3 separate regions of the Sus scrofa genome follow, and regions 1 and 3 are each linked to region 2. A link is a contact called in public HiChIP or PLAC-seq data. All regions are on one chromosome and are shown on one strand. Each heading gives the region's core, a stretch centred on a gene start, on an enhancer-like site or on the middle of the called end of the contact. The rest is flanking DNA. Distances are from core to core; before and after follow the strand shown.

Region 1 (3,873 bases), core at 967-3,466, 850 kb after region 2:
GCTTGTGTTTGAAGAAATACTACAGAATGTTACTGTGAAGATGTCCCACAGGTAGCTGAACAAATGAATCTGGAGCTCAGCAAAGAAATGTATGTGCCATCTTGTTCAAAATCGCTATATTCTAAAAATCCTCTTTTCTGACCACTGTGTTCTCTCCTTCACTGCCTCTACTTCCCCACTGATGCTAAATCTCTTCAATCTCTGGATTTTATAATACTTAGGTCAGAGGTCTCAAATTGGCAGCTTCTGCCACATGATTTGACTAATTTTGATTTCAAAATGTTTTGAAAATTTTCTGAATTAGTGGTCAACATTTAAAAATCATGAGATTTGGAGCTACTGTTGTGCTTCAGTGAGTTAAGAACCTGAGTAATGTCCATGAGGATATCCATGCAGGTTTGATCCCTGGACTCGCTCAGGGGGTTAAGGACCCACAAGCTGCAATACAGGGGGCAGACGAGGCATGAATCTGGCATTGCTGTGGTTAGGCCAGCAGCTGCAGCTCTGATTCCACCCCCAGCCTGGGAACGTCCACTAGCCGCAGGTGTGGCCCCAAAAAAGGAAAAAAACAAAAAACAAAAGTCGGATCCTGCATCCTCATGGATACCAGTAGAGTTCATTTTCTGCTGAGCCACCATAGGAAACCCCCCATTTTTTTTTTAATGAAATAAAAATCATGAGATATCACATAAATTTTAATTTTCAGCTACTTCTCAAAAGTGGAAATATCTGAGGGAAAAAGTGAGATCATATTCCCACATGGAAACACTCAGCTGAAGAGCAATTGATACTTTAAAAAAGGGAAGGAGCTTGGCTGGCCTCTGGAGACTTTTGAGTGTGTGACCTTTGGGGGCCATGTCTGGTTTCTTCTTTTTAGTCTTATCAGTCCATCAGTCACCTATCAGTCTCACCTACAACCCTACCCTACCTAACCCAGACCCCTGAAAGCAAGTTGCTTTTGTTTTTAAACCATATGTATTCTAATCACACAAACACCAGGCAGAGTTGTAAGAACAAAGTTGAAAGTGAATGCACTCTCTGTACTGGGTCTAGGCTCCTCAGCCTCATCTGCAGCCACAATGGCATTCTCTCAATTCCAGGAGCCACACATGCTCTCTGCTTCCAAGCCTTTACACACGCCCCCACAACAAAGGCCGAAGTCCCTTCTCCTAATCATTTTTCACATCTCAAATGACATTTCCTCAGAGACACCTTCTCAGATTCTCCCTAGCAGTTTAGAATCATCCCCCTTTCACATGCTCCCATAGCTCTTTCCCCTTCTTGGTGGCAGTGAATAGTTATACTTTCTCAATGTCTACATCGGAGACAAGGGTCTTAATCTTGTTCACCACTGATTTTCCAGTATGGATAACAGCTGGTCAAGTATTTCCATAAAACTTTCAATAGGTCTCCTCAGCACGTGTTCTTCAAACATGCCCACCCTGTTAGCCCTCACCTCCCCCCATTCACTTTCCCCACTGCAGCTTCCAGAGTAAAGAAAGGTAGGGTATTGAAAACCCTCTTCTTAAACTTCAAATGGTTTTAAGCAGGAGGTGACAGCACCAAATTAGCGATTTTAAAGGATTCTGCTGACTGCAAACTGCAAAATGAAGGGAAAGAAGAAGTGGACGTGGGGAGTTCTGTTAGATTTCGATATATTACTATTCCAAATCTGGAATAACGTGGATTCTATACATCCACCTGGTTTTTCTCAGTTAGCCACACTTCACGATAGTCTCCACGGCTTCATACATAAAGTGGCATTATCACCGCGAAACCTCTGGACCAGCCCCGTTCCCAAATGTTCGTTTCCGCCCCACTGTGACAACCACGACGCCCTAAATTCCCTCGGACTCTGCCAGCTGAGTCCAGAGGCCACACTTGACGCAGCCAAGCCAGTCCTACCCGAGGTCGCACATGGGCCGCTCCGGGGTCAATGGTTCTTTGGAGGACCAAGCAGAGAACCGACTCAAAAGAGTAAGGGGGAGGAGGACAGCTAAGGAAAAAGCAACGAAGACACCCTGAAAGGCGACGTCGAACCAGGGAACCGAGGACAAGGAACAGGGAACAAGGTTTACCAAAGCGAATCCTCGTACACTCCCACTACAGCTTCCCTCTGCGCCTCAACTACCGGCTTAAACGAGCCACGCCACTTATGCGACAAAGAAAACGCCATATTCCTGCGACCAGTTTTAGAAACCACCCGCTACTTTTAACCAGGCAGGCCAATCAGCACGGTGAGGCCTTCAATCAAATCAGTCACATTCCGATTGGCCAATGGCATTGAAGACTCGGCCCTCCATACCCAGCTCTGATTGGTCTTCAATCCCGGAATAGGCGTTAACCTCAGGAAGGAGCTGGCAAGATGGCGTCCCTGGATCGGGTGAAAGTACTGGTGTTGGGAGACTCAGGTGAGCCGCTTAACCCACCTTTGGGGCTCCCGACACTTTTGAGTTATATGAAAATCCTCCCCTTTCACTCCCTCTCCACCCATCTGCGGATGAACTGACTCTGGCGGGGGGCTGACATCCCTCTCAAGGCCCAAAGACTACACTTCCCAGAGGACTTTGCTCTGTTTAAGCGAGCCGCGGCTTCGCAAGTGTTGGGGGCGCGGAGCCCGGGCCTTTCTCTGTTTTTTTTAGGTTTTTACATCTGTCTACCAGATGACCGCAGCTTAGTGATCCTTTGTTTTAAAACATATGCGGATACTGAGTGTGGTATTAGACGCCGTGCTGAGACAAAGTTAGGACCTTTCCTTTAAGAGATTTTGTTAATTAAGGAAATCAAACGTGCGCTTAGGAAACTGTACCAGGTGCTTTGCATATATTGACTCAATCCTGAGATCAGGCCCGTTATCCCATTTTACAGATGAGAAAAGAGAGGCGGAGGGCTGTAAATGACAGAACTGGTTTGAACCGAGAGCCTGTGTGCTTAAAACACTAACCTATATTATTTAGTGAAATAGCAGGTAGTAGTAATCTTTTACGCTCAACTGGGCTTCTTGTTTTCTTTATTCTCTTTAATCTTTTCTTCTTTTTTTTTTTTTTTTTTTTGCTTTTTAGGGCCACACCCAGAGTATATGGAGGTTCCCCGGGCTAGGGGTCCAATCGATCGGAGCTACAGCTGCCGGCTCACACCACAGCCACGCCAAATCCCAGCCAGGTCTGCGATCTACACCACAGCTCATGGCTCCAAACATCTGACACAATGTCTATCAGAGCAAATATCCAAAAGTCAACTCCAGAAAAGCATATCTATGAAATGCAAAGTTACCATTTATTCCAAGTTTTTAAAGAGCTTAGGAATGGAGATAATGAGAAACAGAATGAGAGTGAAGTGGAAAGGGGGAAATGAAAACTTCAGTTCCAGTTGTCAAGTGTCCAAGGTGTCAAAATAATTTTAACACTAGGAGTAAACTGGGCTTAGCATTAAGATGAGTATGACCCTCATCTTAATTTTTCTATTTCTTACAACCCAGCACATAAGAGGTTTTCAATTAAGATTAAAGAGAACAGGAGTTCCCCTCATGGAGCAGTGGAAAGAATCTGACTAGGAATCGAGGTTGCAGGTTCCATCCCTGGCCTCGCTTGGTGTGTTAAGGACCCCAAAGAGCCTGAAAAACAGCCCGACCAAACAATAAAGTTGTTGGGGAGAGGAGATGGTTGAGAACATTTTTACATTGCCTGAAGATTAGTTGAATTACAAAATATTTTACTGAGCATTTAATACTCCCTTCAGAAAGTTGCACTTTGAAATTCTATGAACATAATCTAATTTATGTCAGCTTTAGTTCTTTTGCTTGAAGTGGTGTTGAAGTTAATAAAAGCACTCAGTTTTACAGATAAAGAAAGCAGTGCTAGTCTAAATGGACTT
Region 2 (3,807 bases), core at 159-2,658:
CACACCTGTGTTGTTCAAGAGCCAACTGTTTAGTTTTTTCTCTCCTCACTAAATTATTGTTTTCAAAATGGCAGGAATTTGTTTTCCCTTGATCTCAGCTATATCGCCAAGTCCAAGAACAGTACACACTAATTACAGGGGACTACAATTTAGATGGTCACCAGAAAATGCCTTACTGATGTTTGATCCACAAAGATTTATGTAATAAACATTAGCACGAGGATGCATAGGGTGGGCTGAGTGCCTGACACACAGTAAGTCTCAATAAATTCAAATAATACTAATTGTCAAGGGAGTCCCTGATATCACAGGAGCTGGCTACTTTTATTCCTTTCCTTAGAGGCTCTGTGACTGTTACTGGAGCACCTCACTGACTCCTGTCCCAGTACCAGAGCCCTCAACCCTCACCTGCTTAAGGGCCAGTTCTGACACCACTTATTAAAAGGCATTCTCTGGTATTCACTACTTTCCCTCTAACTCAAATCCTTAGAAACATCTCTGATCCTTTCATACAGATGCCAAGTTCTACCTAGTCCGAGTCACATTAGTAAGTCGCTGTTTGTGAAAGTCACTTTAATCTGGTTCTCATTTTTCATCAGTAAAATGAAAAAGTCATATTAGATGTCCTACTTTCCGGTCTAATATTTTATGACTCTAAGAGCAAAACCCACATTCTTTTTTTTTTTTTTTGTCTTTTGTCTTTTTGTCTGTTGTTGTTGTTGCTATTTCTTGGGCCGCTCCCGCGGCATATGGAGGTTCCCAGGCTAGGGGTTGAATCGGAGCTGTAGCCACCGGCCTACGCCAGAGCCACAGCAACGCGGGATCCGAGCCGTGTCTGCAACCTACACCACAGCTCACGGCAACGCCAGATCATTAACCCACTGAGCAAGGGCAGGGACCGAACCCGCAACCTCATGGTTCCTAGTCGGATTCGTTAACCACTGCGCCACGACGGGAACTCCAAAACCCACATTCTTATACCCTCCTCACAGCTCATTTAGCAATCCTAATGGCAGCTGGTTTCTGCAGTGCAGAGTCTCCGCGAAAGCCCAAGCTACAATGTCGATCAGTTTTGACCAACCCCGCGGAGGTATCAGAAGCAATAAGCGCAGCCACTTTACTTTGGAAACACCTGACCTTACCAAGAAGGCCCGCCCTCCCGGCATTTCCGGCTCTTCCCCAAATTTTCTTCCGGAACACTTTCTCGGGTCTGACTCCACCCCTCCTCCACTCTTTAGAGTCTATTGGCTGTTTCTTTGAGGAAGCGGAGCATTTCCTGACTTTGATTGGTCTCGGTCATTGTTGACGGGTTAGGTACAAACAAGGCGTGCCTGGTCTCCCTGGTAACGCCCTGTCAATAGCCCTGATTGGTCCATATCCTAATCCCAGTTTCCGTCCCAACAGCGAGTGGTTGAGTCCGGCAGCGGGGCGCGGCGGAGGTGGGTGTCGTGTACGGGATTCCCGAGCTGACGTGGCTTAAATTTGGGAGGGGGGCAGCTGGAGCCTCCGGCAACAACCTCTTCCAGGTGAGTGGGGGATACTCCCCAACTCCTCCCTTCCTTGAGCCTTGTAACGGTCACCCCCACCACAAGGCCCGCAGGTCTGCCGAAGCAGCCACACTCGGGTCCCCTCCCTGTCCCGCCTCTCCTGATTTAGTCCTGGATCCGGCCCTTTAATCCACCTTCCTTCATCTACAGGGCCTGGTTCCAATTGTTTACTCGCCGGCTGGCGCCGCCGGATGGTTTCAGGGTCGCCCTACACGGCCTCCAGGCACATATGCACTGTCCGCCCCCTCCTTTGGACTTTTCTCCTCTGGGATAGGCGGAGAAAGGCGCTCGGGTCAGCCCTGTCCGCACAGCCTCGTTCCCTAAGCAGCCTGCTCAGGCCGACCTGTGTACGCAGCAGCCGACGTCGGAGAGAACCTGCCCGGCCCCTCTGCGGTCAGGCCCTAAACAAACTTAGTGTCTGGAAGGGGAGGCGGGAGCCAAACAAATCCAAGGTCTTGAGGGCGGAGATCACAGAAACATTGGCGCTATTAACGCAAATGTGGGTCTGTCGAAGGATCCTGGATCCTGCTACTGAGTTGCTGGGGAGGTTCAGAGAGAGGGATGATCCTTGCAATCCCATTAAGACTAAAATCCCAGGAATCGGAGGGAGGTTATTAGAGGAAAGGGAACCCTGAAGAAAGTTCTGGAGGAAAAAGAATTTGATTTGAAAATGGAGGATGTTTATTCTGCATAACAGGTTGGTGTGTAGGAGTGTTAGGGGTAGATAACCCCCCTCGACAAATGAGGAATATATTTGTCTGACTTGAAGAGTTTCAGTTGGTCTGTGGGGAGAAGACAATTTAAGAGTAGGGCAGAGATATTTAAAGATCGCTGGATAAGTACTTTCACTTTTGGAAACAGTTGGAAGCTTTCCGAGCTTTTAAAGAATCTCACAGTTTTGTGCAAGATAGCACTAGAGAGCTCACTACAGAAAGGCTGGAGGCCTTTTCAGAAGCACGAAGTAATTAAATTTGGATGATCAGAATGATTATGAACTGTCAAAATCAGTAAGTGTTCTTTTGGAAGTGACAGGATATGGTCATGGAATAGATATAGGGAAGAGTTGAAGAGAATTCAAAAATTGCAGACATTGTACACTGACTGTTTCACAGCTTTTACGTTTTATTCTTTGACCATGGAATGACCATTTGATGCTTTCCTCTTTGCTTGTTAAATTTGTTCGAGTACATCAGTACTTTCCAAGTATTTTTAATTGCACTATCAGTAATACATATTTGAGCAACTATCCTCTAAATACTGTATACTCAATTATAAATAATATATGAATAACACTATAAGTATGTAACTTATATAATACACAAAACATATTTAAAAGGATAAAAAAAGTCTTGCTGGAGTTCCCGTCGTGGCCCAGTGGTTGACGAATCCGACTAGGAACCATGAGGTTGCGGGTTCGATCCCTGGCCTTGCTCAGTGGGTTGAGGACCCGGCGTTGCCGTGAGCTGTGGTGTAGGTTGCAGGCGCGGCTCGGATTCCGAGTTGCTGTGGCTCTGGCGTAGACTGGTGGCTATAGCTCCGATTCGACCCCTAGCCTGGGAACCTCCATGTGCTGCAGAAGCGGCCCTAGAAAAGGCAAAAAGACAAAAAAAAAAAAAAAGGTCTTGCCTATTTTCTAGGACACTCCCCACCAAATTTGAAAATCACATAAAGGTGTTTACTTATGTTTTTGAGAAAGTTGCTTCTCTGAAGAATCCTCCTTTTTTTTGGGGGGGGGACCTTTCATTTCTCTGGGATGCAGCCTTTCATAAAAATAATTACTGTTAGGATTAATTCTTTTTTCCTTCTGCTTAAATCTTAAAAGTGTCTCTGTTTTTCCCCTTTACATTAGTGGATTAAAAGGATGTTGATTTTATTCTTGTTTATAAAAAAATAAATCACTCAAACTCCTCTAGCTTAACCACTGTTAGTAATAAATTATTTGGGACACATTTCACCACTCATCATTACGTATTAGCTTATTGTTAGGAACCACTATATGAGAGGATGTTAGGGTCTATAATACTCTATTTTTAAATAAGCTTTTAAATAAATCAGCAAATGTGCTTTTGGTAAAAGTAATTTTGATACAAAAGGATGTAATATAAAACCAAAAATCTCATTCTCTTCTATGGACTGACCCTTTTCCCCATTCCCTATTTCCCAGGAAGCAAGCACTGTAAATAATTTGTTTATTCTTAAGAAACTTCTTGATCATTTTCAAGCACACAGGTAATATATATTTCCTTTTCTCTCACACAAG
Region 3 (4,234 bases), core at 524-3,023, 600 kb before region 2:
ATGGTTCTTTCTCTTACATTGCTGGAAAGGTTAACAGAATGCATACAAAAGATTTTAGGCAAATTAGTTCTTCGAAGCTGAACCAATCAATGAAATCAATCTTTTTTAGTGGAGAGGGTATATGTTTTAAAGAAAGTAAATAATATTCAGTATGAGACATGTTTTCCAGTCCATACTCCACTGAAATGCAAAATAAGCCATGTAAAGGATAACTTTTTTTACATTACTTCAATTACATTTACAATGTACATTTACATGATCTCAGCCAAGTTTGGGGGCAATTCTTCCTTCAAAATTTGAATTAAACAACTGTTTAAGGAATTCCCTTTGTGTTTCAGTGGTTAACAAACCCAACTAGAATCCATGAGGTTGAGGGTTAAATCCCTGGCCTCGCTCAGTGGATTAAGGATCTGGCGTTGCTATGAGTTGTGGGGTAGGTCGAAGACGCGGCTCGGATCCTGCATTGCTATGGCTGTGGTGTAGGCTAGTAGGTGAAGCTCCGATTCCACCCATAGCCTGGGACCCTCCATATGCAAAGGGTGTGGCCCTTAAAAAAGCAAAACAAAACAAAACAAAACAAAAAACTGTTTAAGTAATTTGGTACTAAGGAATCAATCATTACACCTTATCAAAGTTCATAAAGGTGATCAATAGAATGATCTGCCCTGGTGCCCAGAAAAGAGACAAAAGGCAAACACTCTGATTTTTCAGCCCCTACTAGGCAAGAAGGTAAATTAAACTCTAACTCCAAATGGTCACTACACAAATGTCTACTAGGAAAACAAACCGCAGACCCTCTATTTACATAAACTGCAAGAGATTCATTTTCCTTCAAGAGAAAATGAATCTTTTTTTTTTTTTTAGAGCTGCACCTGAGGCATATGAAAGTTCCCCTGGCAAGGGGTCTAATCCGAGCTGCAACTGCAGGCCTACGCCAACACAACACCAGATCCGAGCTAAATCTGCAAGCTTGAGTCAACGCCGGATCCTTAACCCACTGAAGGAGGCCAGGGATCCCTCCTGCGTCCTCATGGATACTAGTCCGGATCTTAACCCACTGAGCCACAACGGGAACTCTTTTATTGTAGAATTATATAAAAGAAATGTGCACACACACCTCATTTTAAGAAAACAATTGCAATTACTCTATGAGACCTTAAATCTCTTGCCTATTCAGATAACGAATGGGTAGGAAACCCTAGACTCCAAGTTTTCTCTGAGTGTAGGGATTAACTCTAGAGATGATGGGGGTGGGAGCAGGCGGGAGACTCAGGTAACCTACGGGACAGGAGGTTACGAAGCTGAACGGATCAGGAAATGGGGGGACGTTCTAGAGATGACAGGTGAGCTCAGAGGGGATGGGGGTGGGGAAAGTGATCCCTGAGCATAGGCTCCTTAACTAGGTGGGAGCTGGGTGGGTGGAGAGCCAGGTGGAAGGGTCACTCGGAGATAGCCCTCAGTGCTTTCTTACCAGTGGCTCGCTAGGCCCCAGCTGTCTCCCACTATTGCTACTCTGGGAGTAGGATTCCAAACTACTTGAGGGGAATGCCTAATAAAACAGAGCACCTAACAGGCCTGAGGAGGCTGAAAGATTCCTTCATGCAAAGCGATTGCCCACCCCCAGCCGGGCCCGCGTCTCACCAGCCGCCAGGCGCAGGCTGCGGAGGCTCCCCATGGCCGCCCACTCCGCGGACCAGCAGAGAGGCCCAGGCCGGCGGTGGTGCGGCTGCGCTCTGTGCTCAATGTCACCCAGCGCTGAGAAAGTAAGGCCTCGAGAGGCACCGGCGGGCGGGGCCTGCGGGATGAGGGGTCGTGCTTTGCGCGCGGGGTTGTGGGCGGGGCGTGCGTGACGCGCAGAGCGTGCAGATCGTGCATGGAGGTCAGACTGTACCTTCTGCCGGCCCGCTGGGCTCCGCCCCGCTTGGCGCCTAATCCTGGACTTGTCCTTAAGAATATTCCTTTGGAGTTTATTGAAGGGTTTTGCAATGTTGCATCTAAGAAAGTACTCGTTTAAAATAGAAACAAAGTAATGTGCTTATTGTAGGAATTTTGTGAACTGTAGATCCCAAAGTCACACTGCCTCGGTAATTCAGTAAGTCAATACATTTTTTTTTTCATTTTTCAATGAATACGTATACGCCTGTATCAAAACTACATAACTGGGTTCCTAGTGACCAGTGTTTTTCACCTCTTGCTGACTTGCTACCTGAGAAATTCACATGTATGCTTCCTATGTTGTTTTCTATTTGCCTATTTTTTTAAAGTAGAAGTAAACACTTCATTATTTCCATACCTATTACCTTATTCATCCTTTACCCCACACTGCCAGAAACACCTTTTCTTTACATTTCTTGGTCGGCCCAAATTCTGAAAAGCTCCTTTGCTCTAGGGACTGGATGGAAGGGTTAAGAAAAACCTCACTTCGACTTTAGAGTTCCCCCTGGGACAACCTAGTTGGTGCGACCCGGAAACTGTTTTCCCTTTTTGTAAGAGAAAGGGATTGGAGAAAAACGATCCCTTAAAGTTCTGGCTTTCTTCGATCCATGTATCTGGGCCGGTTCCAAGAAGATATCTTAAAGGAACAGGAATAAAAAGATGGATAGCAGCGTTACGAGTTTCGGTGTGGGTGGCGAGCATAGGAAAAGACAAAGCTTGAGCTTGGCTGTCTCGAGTCCCCTAGTTGTTTTTGGTCAGGCGGCGCCGCGGACACCTTTGCTCCGCGGTGATTGGCTCGCGGCGGGGGCCTCGTGTTTGTCCAATATGGCGGCGCCCAGTGGCAGTGTGAACTGTGAGGAGTTCGCCGAGTTCCAGGTGATGGGTTTTTTTTCGTGTGGCAGGCGTGCCCCTTCTTTTGTTCTGGGCCCCTGTTCCCTGCTCTAGCTTGGAAGGGAGTGCGGACCAGTTGGGGCAGAATCGGGCAGTTCAAAACTCCTTTTTCGAGCCATTGGAGGTCATGGGGGCACAGCTTGGCCTTAGGGAGTGAGGGTGCTCCATTGGGGTCATGGTTCTCCCTGCGACTCCCAAGCCTTGATTAACTGCACCCAGGAACGCCAGGTGGTTCCTCGGCGGTAAAGCTGAACCCAGGCCGAGTGGGTAGGGGTTTTAACAACATTTTAGCCATCCACTGAACTCACTTCTTAGCTTCTGCTATTCTTCTCCTACTTTAAGTTAAGCATTTGTAGATGAGAAGAAACTGGAGGAGAGGTTACTTTTTTTTGTTTTGTTTTGATAAAGCAAAAACTTGTTTTACTATTGTGGTAGGGCAGAACATTTGGAGCCATGGAGGGGTGATTAATTCTAGTACTTGCTCTGGTTCTCTGCCTCCTAATCCTTAGAGAGAATGTAACATTTAGGAAATAGGCTCTTTTATATATTCAAACGCCAGAGGTCCAGGGCAACTTATTAACCAATGAATTAAAGAACAGGGTGTCTAGATTTCGACCAAGCTACTATGACGTTATCTGTTCCAATGTAGGCATAAATGTGCCACTGCCTAGATAGAGTTGAATTTAAAAATCGTGACTAGGAGTTCCCGTCATGGCGCAGTGGTTAACGAATCCGACTAGGAACCATGAGGTTCCGGGTTCAATCCCTGGCCTCTTTCAGTGGGTTAAGGATCTGGCGTTGCAGTGAGCTGTGGTGTAGGTCACAGACATGGCTTGGATCCCGCGTTGCTGTGGCCCTGGCGTAGGCCGGTGGCTACAGCTCCGATTGGACCCCTAGCCTTGGAACCTCCATATGCTGCAGGAGCGGCCCTAGAAAAGACAAAAAAAAAAAAAATCGTGACCACACAAAGGTATTTTTAACTAAAGATATTGAAAAATGATTGCATGTATCATTGACCTCTGTCGTAAGCATTGTGCTTTGAGCTGTTTTGTAGAGAGTGACATTTTTGAAGATAATCGCGACAGACTGAACTATTGACAAACATTTGGCCGAAGAAGTTTCTTGTTCTTTTTTTTTTTCTTTAGGGCCACACTCAGGGCATATGGAGTTTCCCAGGCTAGAGGTCCAATCAGAGCTACAACTGCTGGCCACAGCCACAGCCACAGCAACACAGGATCCAAGCTGTGTCTGCAGCCTACACCACAGCTCACCGCAATGCCAGATCCTTAACCCACTGAAAGAGGCCAGGGATTGAACTCAACAATCTCATGGTTCCTAGTCAGATTCATTTCTGCTGCACCACAGCAGGAACTCCCAAAGAAGTTTCTGTGGGATCTTTCAACATTAT

What was found. HiChIP or PLAC-seq counts read pairs in DNA pulled down with a chosen protein or histone mark.
Region 1: a contact with region 2 is called in an H3K27ac HiChIP or PLAC-seq map of skeletal muscle, with 4 times the contacts expected there. The contact joins the promoter of GTF2E1 here to the promoter of GOLGB1 in region 2. A contact is called at or near these places in 1 of 47 Hi-C or Micro-C datasets (heart right ventricle) and 1 of 2 datasets of contacts at active chromatin or transcription factors (skeletal muscle).
Region 3: an H3K27ac HiChIP or PLAC-seq map of alveolar macrophages shows a contact between it and region 2. The contact joins the promoter of FAM162A here to the promoter of GOLGB1 in region 2. A contact is called at or near these places in 1 of 5 promoter capture datasets (liver), 3 of 47 Hi-C or Micro-C datasets (heart right ventricle and liver) and 1 of 2 datasets of contacts at active chromatin or transcription factors (alveolar macrophages).

What each region holds. Positions count from the first base shown.
Region 1 is chr13:139,607,267-139,611,139 of Sscrofa11.1, forward strand. GTF2E1 (general transcription factor IIE subunit 1) reads right to left here and starts at 2,217. Exons shown (of 5, transcript XM_021070303.1): 1 at 2,079-2,217. RABL3 (rab-like protein 3) reads left to right here and starts at 1,898. Exons shown (of 8, transcript XM_021070305.1): 1 at 1,898-2,411. The coding sequence starts at 2,366.
Region 2 is chr13:138,753,395-138,757,201 of Sscrofa11.1, forward strand. GOLGB1 (golgin subfamily B member 1) reads left to right here and starts at 1,409. Exons shown (of 23, transcript XM_021070274.1): 1 at 1,409-1,439.
Region 3 is chr13:138,149,939-138,154,172 of Sscrofa11.1, forward strand. It overlaps FAM162A (family with sequence similarity 162 member A), which reads right to left and starts at 1,774. Exons shown (of 5, transcript NM_001243573.1): 1 at 1,642-1,774. The coding sequence starts at 1,675. CCDC58 (coiled-coil domain-containing protein 58) reads left to right here and starts at 2,488. Exons shown (of 5, transcript XM_003358793.4): 1 at 2,488-2,811. The coding sequence starts at 2,596.